Regions from separate parts of the Zea mays genome. Here region 2 is linked to region 1. The links are chromatin contacts, called in public Hi-C maps. All regions are on one chromosome and are shown on one strand. The core of a region is the stretch at or near the end of the contact, and the rest is flanking DNA. Distances in the headings are between cores, read along the strand shown. Region 1 holds the start of LOC103651575 (chlorophyll a-b binding protein of LHCII type 1). Region 2 holds the start of LOC100382448.

Region 1 (5,465 bases), core at 2,318-4,817:
TTCTCGATGATAACGTTCGATGTGGCCTGATAAGAAATTAGAGAAGCTCGAATTGTCGTAATCCTAATGAGAGGTCCATGTAGCATGTCGAGGTTGTCTGTCATAGAAACGTGACGAGGTCCATTGAGCTTTTGATTATTTTTTGATAAATATTACTACCTAGCGCGCCATTAATTTGTCGGTACCTGATGACAAATAAGTCTATTGTAGGGTTACCTAGAGTAAGAATTAGTGGGTTTCGGTATAAGCAAAGTTCCATGGTGAATACAAGATAACGATTTATATATGTTCGGCTGGATAACGCAGTACCCTACATCCCGTGTGGTATAATGCCCTATGTTAGTTTGTTGATTATGTTACCAGGTAGTATCCCTACCACCATGTGCAGGTTGAGTTATAGTGAACTAAAAAAAGTTTTAATCTATTATAAAAAAATATTCTTTCCTTTAATACAACTAGATCCGTAGCCTTTCACCTTGGATAACATGCCACTTTGTTCCGTAGCTAGCACGATCGGATCCTGCACAGTCGCTGGTATTTCGGACGGCCAAGCGCGACAAGCCACCGATGGCGGCCATGGACGAGATGGACGAGCGAGATGGAGAGAGAAAAGGACGAAGGACAAAAAGAAAGACAACGCAACCTTATTTTCCACTTATTAATGACATGATGTATAATTATTACCAATTATATATATCCATGATTTTTTTAGAGCACTAATTTAAGTGATCTGTAGATTGTAGAATCTAACAGGTAGATTCAAGTTTATTGGAAGATCTGGAGTTTACGGAGCTGGTTCATTTCACTGAAAAAGTTAGAAGTGAATCAGTTCTTTAGACTATCCTCATTTATATTACTCTAAATTTTTACTCTAAAGGAATATTTAGTCCTTGCCAGCAAAATTATTTACTCTATATCACAATCATCTGCAGCCATATTTACTCTATATCTCAACGCTATACCAACAACCATATATTTTACTATTTCTTTTTCACTATATTTCCTTATCGGTGTGGACTAGAGATGATAATGAATGTGATTTATCTGCGTACCCGCGGATAAAAAACCTGTTGGGCACGGTTTTGGGTAGGAGCCTGTACCCATGGATACGGATACGGGTAGCATTTGATATCCGTGGATATTTTTAAAACAGGTACGAAAAATCATTATCCATACCTGAATATCCGAATATCCGTTAAAGTAACCTGACATGTGGGGTCACCGGAGTTTGGAACCACTTCACGGACCACTTGTATGTTTGTAATTTTATGAATTTGAACAATTCAGATTTGATTTTGCTAGACAATTTTATATTGCTCGTTGTATGCCTTAATACATATATCAGATTTGATTTGCTGGACAAATTCTGTATGGTTGTATGTTTTTATCATATTTAAATTTGCTGGACAAATATGTTATCATATTTGAATTTGCTGGATTTAAATATGTTGTATGTATAGTGGGCAAACGGATATATCCGCGGATATCGGGTAACGGATGTGGATATTGTTTTTATTCGTAGCAGGTAATGGGTACGGGTTCGGACATCGAATATAAGTCGCGGATATAGATGTTCAGAAACACTATCCACGGATAGTTTATCTGTTGCTGCCGTCCCTAGGTGGACCAAGCGATAGATAGTTGTCGTTCGGACCTGCCTACACTAAAATAGTGTGCGGAGTAGCATACGGTACGGCTGCAGCAAAATTCTGGGTTAGAGTAACGCAATGTCTGGTGGCGTAAGCCATTGAGTCCACCTGTGCGGACAGCCTTAGATAGTTAGATGTGGAGCAGGGATGACACTCAGACTATCCCCGCGGCAAAAAAAAATTATAGACCCTCACAAACGCTTGCGAAAGACATTTTTTTTCGTCGCCATTTAAATTATAATTAAAACATACATCCATAATTATTAATGCAAAACATTTTCACTTATAAATATTGTTAGATGTAAGAAATAATTATGTGTATATTAAAATAAACATATTTATACAATGATTAATCTCTTGACAAATTAATTAATTATTTTTATCATTAATTAGTATACGAAAACATCGTTACGTACAGGTTTAACAGGTCTCCGCGGAAAACGGAGACGAGGATTGCTTCCTGTCTCTATACTCGTTTAGGGATGAATTTTCTTTATTTATATCCTTGTGCGAAAAAACTTCTCTATCAACATCCTATAATAGAAAAAATCCGCACGGAGAATTGGACACGGGGCTCCATTGCTATCTGTAATGTGGAGGGAGCTCGCAAATCCCGCGGTGAGGCCCATCATCTCAACGGTCTCGCTAGAGTTCACACATGTGATTGACGGGTTGAAGTAGGCCAAACAGCTTGTACGGTAGTTCGCCTTTGTAGCTCTCATTCGTCAACTGCTCAATGGCCCAGCTCCAACAGTCCATAATGGCAAAGGATTGTGTTTAGATTTGCCTTTTTCTTCAAAAAAAAAAACTCCTAAAAATTGCAATTCTACAGGAAGGACAACACTCCACGTTCATAGATTACGCACAATCAACACACTCATTGGAAGAAACCCAAACAGTCTAGATATGTTTCTCTTTTGGTTCTTGAGTTGACAAGTGGCATGCTATTTTTGCTCATGTGAGAAAAAATATAGCACCGTTTGTTTCGTTGAAATTGAATTGCATCCCAATAATCATAATTTAGACATAAACCAACTAAGTTAATATATTTGTATATGTAAATATGTTATCCTAAATTATAATTATATGAGAGAGATAGTTATACATTACAATTATGATATAGAGAAGCAAATAGAAGAGTGTGCTATAAGTTGTACATTGTAAAAGTAGTATGCAAATTTATAGAATTAATTTTTATCTTTCACCTCATAAATTTAAGATACACTTATATATAAACTTTGAAAAGTTGTAAAATATCATATTCTAAAAAAAATAGACTATTCTATTAGTTAGATTCCAATTCCTTAAAATAAAAGAAAATAAATGGGCTTAAGGGCTAGTTTGGTGGGCAGGTGGAGGCGATCAATGGCGGATGAATCCTCTCGATATTCAATTGAGGGGGTTCATCCCATGAATCTCTCTATTTACATGTCCACCAAACAAGATTAAATGCAATGATACATAGCTTTTGTGCATATTTTTTTTTAACGGAGATGCAAAACAGTATACAAGATGTGTGTATGTTCCCATGCGACCCATCTTGTATCCAGTTCATGCGTCTGGTGGTTGAACCAGAAAGATACACATGATCCATTTCGATGAATCAACACAAAAGACTTCATTGATTATGCATTTGACAAATAGCAAGAAGCGCGGGGCAACAAAGCCCATCCTATCTCATCCATTTTTTCCCACGATGGCAAGTGGCAGCTCCTGATTAGCTACGCCCATTCCTATGCTATGTGGCACACCCCAGGATTCTTGTGTGATAGGCCATTGGGGCCCACGAGGAGCCACGTCAGACGCCAAGCCACCCCGGCGAGACCAACCAGCCAATCGCAGTTCAGGAAAAGATGACCTGCTATCCAAACCCAACTGTATAAAAGGCAGCTGCTGTGTTCTGTTATGACACAGCCATCACACGCATACTGCATACACAACACAGAGCATCAGAAGGAGCTACGATCTGATCGACATGGCTGCCGCCACCATGGCTATCACCTCCCGCGCGCTCGTCGGCAAGCCGGCGGCTGGCACGAGGGACGTCTTCGGCGAGGGCCGCATCACCATGCGCAAGACCGCCGCCAAGCCCAAGCCGGCGGCCTCCGGCAGCCCCTGGTACGGTGCCGACCGCGTCCTGTACCTGGGCCCGCTGTCCGGCTCACCTCCGAGCTACCTGACCGGCGAGTTCCCCGGCGACTACGGGTGGGACACCGCGGGGCTGTCGGCGGACCCGGAGACCTTCGCCAAGAACCGCGAGCTGGAGGTGATCCACTGCCGCTGGGCCATGCTCGGCGCGCTCGGGTGCGTGTTCCCGGAGCTGCTCGCCCGCAACGGCGTCAAGTTCGGCGAGGCGGTGTGGTTCAAGGCGGGCTCCCAGATCTTCAGCGAGGGCGGGCTCGACTACCTCGGCAACCCGAGCCTTGTCCACGCGCAGAGCATCCTGGCTATCTGGGCGTGCCAGGTGGTGCTCATGGGCGCCGTCGAGGGGTACCGCGTCGCCGGCGGCCCGCTCGGGGAGGTGGTCGACCCGCTGTACCCTGGCGGCAGCTTCGACCCGCTCGGGCTCGCCGACGACCCGGAGGCGTTCGCCGAGCTCAAGGTGAAGGAGATCAAGAACGGCCGCCTCGCCATGTTCTCCATGTTCGGCTTCTTCGTGCAGGCTATCGTCACCGGCAAGGGCCCCATCGAGAACCTCGCCGACCACCTCACCGACCCCGTCAACAACAACGCCTGGGCTTACGCCACCAACTTCGTCCCCGGCAAGTGAGCGAGGGCATGATGCTTGCATGCGTGTACCGTAGACGTACGTATTCCTACGTACTGCAGGTTGCACCAGTATTTGTGAAGGGAGCTTTGGGAGCCAGAGATTGTACCGCTAGTGTATTTGTATGCATGATGTGGAGCTGATCAATAAAATATGTTGTAAATATATTATGTCTTCATTTATGCATAATGTACATGATTGTTGTGAGCACGCCATGCATAAAATACATGGTCAACAAATAAAAAAGAACGGAGGGAATAGATTGCAAGCGTAGCTCATGCTGACAACGACAATTGGAGCCAAATTCACGTGAAGATATGTGAAAAACGATCTACTACATAAAACCCTAAACCCATGCATCCAGAAGATCAAAACTAAATTTATTGTTTGACAATGACTGAAATTGTCTCTGCTCGAGGCTGTAGTGTAAAACAGTATTTTACACGACCATATATACGACCTGCTGGAGCCAGTCTAGCCATATGCACGATCTGCTAGAGCTAGTCTGAAGAAGTGAAGTGACTACATATCCCCTCCAGCAGACATGGCCACTATTGAAGCCTAACGGTCACACTGACTGACTTGTAGCAACTTGTGGCACTTGAGAAGTTCTTACAATTACATCGATCTCAACAGTCACGTGAGTGGCAAGAGAAAATTACAACTGCATGCAACTACCTCTCTGCCCATCTGAACGGCACCACACGATGGAAATGGTAGCTCAACTGATGTAATATCATAAACGCATACCACATACCGGTGTTACTCCTTCAGAGCCTTCTTCAGGAGTCCTGATGGGTTTGCTTTGTGGACCTTGTATTTTGATTGTGTTATTGTTAGGAATAAGGTCTTTGGTGAAAGGTCCATATATTGACACAAATCATTGTCTAGGCATGCTTTGAGGGAAAAGGTCTAGATCAAAGTCAAAGCTTAAGAAAGTGAAACTCCTGGTTACGAAACAAACACGGAGCTTTGTATAAAGGAAAGGGGCCAAAGCTGGTAGAGAGCCCAAAGTGAAGCAAAGCTTCGGTGCCTCCGAGGTCGCGCTT
Region 2 (4,948 bases), core at 2,251-4,750, 220 kb after region 1:
TGGCAAACCATTTAGCCTTAGGGGCTGGTCATTGCTGCTAATCCCCACCTTAATTTAGTAGTGTTCATGTTAATTAGGCTACATATCCTACGGTGAAGGTCTAACACAAGTAGTATCTAGGTATGAGGAGCAGAGTTGTGTTAGAGAAGTGAGTGTCAAAATGGCACATTATTTCATTTTTAGTTTCATGGAGATACCCAGTTTGAGCAGTATCTAGGTATGAGGAGTTACAAATTTGTTTATGTTATGTATTGTCCTCTTGCGTCATACTGATAAGAGAACCGTGATGACAAAATCCACCTGTTTTGGTGTTTACCTTGAGCCTTTTAAAGGTTTTCATTAACATTTCATCATGCTTCACAATCAGATGTGTTTCATTTTCAAGGAAAATGACTACATTACATATTTACATTGATTGTGAACTGAATCAGAAGTGAATGTTTGTGTCACTGATTTTCTGATGTGCAAACAATTCAATAGCAGAGCTCTTGGTGAAGGAAGCATGGCAATTCCAACTGTTCGGCAGAAATGTCACGGGTTCGATTCATCTGGACGCTGGAAATGTTCATGTAATACCATGTAGGCAAAACCTTAGCTTACTATTCTTGGAAATCCAATTTGGTTGTAGATTTTTTTCGTGACTCAAATATGGGAAGGACATAACTTGGATAGGTGAAGCTGAGTTCGGAATTACGGTGGGTTGATCAGTTTTGCCTATGTTGGCTACAGTGCATTGCTCCCCCTTTGCCTATGTTGTTGTTGTCTGAACATAGCCGCCCTAAAGCCCAGATAAAGGACGGCGTTGCAATATACCAGGCGAGTTAGCGCTTGGCAACCTATAATCACAGCGGGCGAGCCTGCAAGGCTGCAGCCATCACACTACACATCCTTAAAACCATGAAAAGGGCAGGCTAGGCTAGGTTGCGAGAAAAGAGAAGCATAGTTGTGTTAGGCTGGCTGAAGCGGCAGCCGCGTGGTGCCCCTCCCCTTCCACTGTGCATGCGTAGGGAGTCTTTACGCGCGCAGCGGCGGCCTCCAAATGACCCCTACGTGCTACAACGCTCAAGTCTTAACATGTTTGGCTTCCGAGCAAATTTTTTCTAGACCCCAAGGAAATATAAGATATATGTGTCGATGTTCATCCCAGCGTACTCCCGTTGCAACGCACGGGCATACACCTAGTATTAAGTGAAGTTGTTCCAAACGGTGATTTTTTTTTAAAAAAAATAGCTTCACGTGAAAAGTACTTTTGTCATTTCTATTAAAAGATGAAGCTAAAAAATGGGGTTGATCAACTTTGTCTCACGTATATTTTACAACTAGTCACTTGTCCGTTCATTACAACAATTTTATACATAATATGAGTAGACTTTGTTTTAATATAATATAAATGTGTTTTGTTTGTTAGGTTGGTGTGAATATAGAACTAACAATCAAGTTTCGAATATATAATTTTACGTTATTTTACAAAGAGCGACGACCGTGAAAATTGGTGCATTATATCTTACAAAGAGATCCTCTCACCGTCGATTGGAGTTTTTCTCGGTCTACAGGCGCGCAACAACTACACCTAAGATTGACTATATTTCTAATATAACGAGATATGTTGTTTTAAACTCTATTTAAGCTATTTTACCATTTTTTTGGTCTTTGGTTGCTCTATAAAAACAACTTTGACAGGTAAACGAGAGTCAATGCCATTTGTTGGCTCCTGTGAATTTTGAAAACCCGGATAGAAAATTCTCACAATTCTAGATTCTCATTGGAATGAGCTAGATTTTATGTAGATGTTAACTTACAGATTCTTAAAATTTATAATTTTTTTATAAAACTTTTGAGATTCTTTTTATCCGGATTCTCAAGATCACTTAAACCCATCATCCAAACAGTACATAGGACGAGCGGCATTTTGTTCAATAAAAAGTGAGACCAGACCGTAGCGGTTGTCTCCACTGGCCACTGCATCGAGCGAAAAGGCCTGTAAAAGTTCAGACAAATTTTTTTTTGGCAAGCAGCGGCAGCGCTGGGTGAACGCAGAAACAGTGGCAAGTGGCAACAGAGACCAGATCAACCCTGGGATCCAGCGGCTGCAACAAACAGAAGCAGCAGCACTGGAGATAAAGCTCTTGGTGGACCACGTCCACGAGGACCATGTCACTGTCCACTGCACACACACAGAGCGCGCGCGGGACCGCACAGGCGCACACCCGCCACGAGTCCTCTCTGATCCTGCCAGGCGGTCCCCAGCTAGGACAGCCTGCTCGCTCGGCCCACGACCACGAGGGCACCCTGGGCAGCATTTACTCCCCGGCCGTCCGATTGGAAACCGACGGGAGTTGCTCTCTGGGCCCAGCTACCGGTTTTTAAATGCGTTTCACCATCCAGAGAGTGGCATAGCTAGTATATTGGGAAAGACGGAAGGGCGAAGATGGTACTTCCGCGGTCGACGGCAATGGGGGCTGTGCGCTGTGGTGGTGGTCGTGGAGTCAGGAGGTGGAAGAGGTAGTACAAGTTAGCGCGGAGCCATGAGGTTTTAATTGCAATCGGCGCACTTGTCTCTTTAATGGCCACTGCTTCCAACGCCTCTGTCCCGGCTTCCACGCGTTCGCAGTGAGGGCTAGGGTTTCCCCGCGTCCCGTCGCCGTCGCCGTCGCTCTGCAAGGTGGAGAGGGTGCTGCACTGCTGCTGCCGTCGGTGGCGGTTGGAGGCTGGAGCTCGTTCGTCGCTGTCGCTTCCCCGGTGAGTCCGTTCCCCTTCGCGGCCTCTGGTTTCCGGTTATTCGAGGGCGGGACGCGATTTCGCCCGCTCGTATTGGGAGCTGAAGAAATTGGACGGTTTTGTCTCCCCCCGTTTTCGCACTTGGTACTATATATCATTCGGGTTATTTATGGAAGGAAATGCGAGTCGAATCCAGCGCTGCGTTTTTTGGGGGCCGCCGGGGGTTTCCTTGACGGGAGAAATTTCGATTCCGGTTTTGGTTCCTCTCCCACATGGAGAGTCCAATTCTAAGGCACGAAGCGCGGCGAGATCTGCGAGGACTGGAATAGTTTGTGACGGCGATTCCTGCGGCGTGCCTGCAATCGTGTGGGCGGACGAGGCTGCACTGCACTGTGTCAATCTTTTCCCGGCTACAGTGGCGGCGAGGACACTCACAGCACAGGCGCCGCGCAGGGCAGCGGAGCGGTGGCGCCCGCTCCCATCTGCGGCCGCCCATAAATGCTGCGATCTTTCTCTCAATCCGCGGCCTCGGGTCGGGTCGGGTCGGGACCCAGCCCAACACTTTGAACTGGGGAAACGGCCGCCTCCTTTTTTAACGCAATCATCTCTACCGGGCGTGTTGCTCGCCTTTTTGCTTCCGCTCCGCCTGCCAAGCAGGCCCGGCGTCCAACTCTGGTGGCAACTGCCAGGGCAGCCCGGTACTCGCTCGATCGCTCGGCTCCCCGTTGGCATTAAAGCCCCCGACGCGGTTGTTGTGTTGTACTGTTGTTTGTACTAGGCGAGCATCACTTCCACTTGCTTTATACTTGCTTTCGCTTGCTGCTTCATGGTCATGGGTCTTGGGTCTTTGGTTGTTGAGTTATTTGCTTCCGCAATTGGGCTTCTGGCTTAGAGCTTCTGGATTTGTAGGCATTACTGGTTGTCTTGAAGAAGAAGATGATGGTGGGCTCTTCCCGCCACCAGCTGCTGCAGAGGAAGGGGAAGTCCGTGGCTGACAAGGGCGCCGCCGCCGCCGCCGCCACTGTGGCGGCAGAGAAGGTGGTGGTCGCGGTGAGGGCAGCCACGAGGGAGATCTCCAAGACGGCCATCATCTGGGCGCTCACGCATGTCGTGCAGCCAGGCGGAAGCATCATACTTCTTGTCGTCATCCCGGCACACAGCTCTGGTATTGTTTCTGGTTTTAGCTTTCCTGTTTGGTACATCAGGATATCAACGAGTGCTCATGTGCTCCAAATCCATGGTTTTTATCGCCTAGTGTTGTTAATGTTTCTCTGGTTTTGCAGTAGTTGCCTGAAAGTATCTGCACGCCTCTCTATTTCAGGCAGAAAGTTCTGGGGCTTTCCGCTGTTCGCTGGAGACTGTGCAAGTGGCCATAAGTCTATGTTGGATCAGAAATGTGATTTATCAGAGTTGTGTTCTCAAATGTTGAAGAAAATTGATGTGTATGACATAGACAAGGTTTGGAGCTGGGGCTAATGCCCGTTTACATCTTCAATAAAATTGTTGTATACTTGTGTGCTTAATTTATTGTTGTTTCTGCAGATAAATGTGAGGTATAAGCTTGTTTCCGGCTCTCCTTCTGGTGTTGTAGCTGCTGAGTGCAAGCAAGCACAGGCAAGCTGGGTTGTGCTAGACAAGTATGGTCAACTGCTAAATCAGTAGTTTCTTGAATACATCCTACGTTCTTTCATTGTTATTTTTGCTTAATAAATTTTATGTTGCTGCTGCTGCTGCTCAGGGATTTGAAGCATGAGGAGAAGCGTTGTGTGGAGGAGCTTCAGTGCAACATTGTTGTTATGAAGCGATCTCAGCCTAAAGTCCTTCGACTTAATCTTGTGGGATCTCCTGATAAAGAGTCTAAAGCAACATGTGCAGTTCCACCTGTGCTAGATGGTTCTACCAGTAAAATTGCAACTGATGTTAAGGAAGCACGGAGTTCAATTCGAGGACCTGTTGTAACCCCAAATAGCAGCCCAGACCTGGAGACACCTTTCGGAAGTACTGAAGCGGGAACTTCCTCTGTCTCGAGTTCAGACCCTGGGACATCTCCGTTTTCTGCTTCTGAAACAAATGGTTCTCTGAAGAAAGAGGTGCAACAAACAAAGGATAAAATTCAGCATTCAGATGCTAATATTTCTGATTCAGACAGTGAAACATTGAGCCCTCCAGCAAATTTCTCACTTCAGCCATGGATGTCTGATATTCTACAGGGACCAGCATCGTCAAGATC

Evidence for each region. Hi-C and Micro-C count contacts between places; a contact is called where the count stands out from the background.
Region 2: a Hi-C map of ear shows a contact between it and region 1, with 2.4 times the contacts expected there. The contact joins the promoter of LOC100382448 here to the promoter of LOC103651575 in region 1. A contact is called at or near these places in 3 of 25 Hi-C or Micro-C datasets (ear, leaf and tassel) and 1 of 3 datasets of contacts at active chromatin or transcription factors (leaf).

The regions. Positions count from the first base shown.
Region 1 is chr3:228,964,928-228,970,392 of Zm-B73-REFERENCE-NAM-5.0, forward strand. LOC103651575 (chlorophyll a-b binding protein of LHCII type 1) reads left to right here and starts at 3,568. Exons shown (of 1, transcript NM_001397177.1): 1 at 3,568-4,581. The coding sequence starts at 3,625. The coding sequence ends at 4,419.
Region 2 is chr3:229,185,464-229,190,411 of Zm-B73-REFERENCE-NAM-5.0, forward strand. LOC100382448 reads left to right here and starts at 3,501. Exons shown (of 9, transcript NM_001175189.1): 1 at 3,501-3,883; 2 at 4,040-4,176; 3 at 4,261-4,355; 4 at 4,457-4,948. The coding sequence starts at 3,655.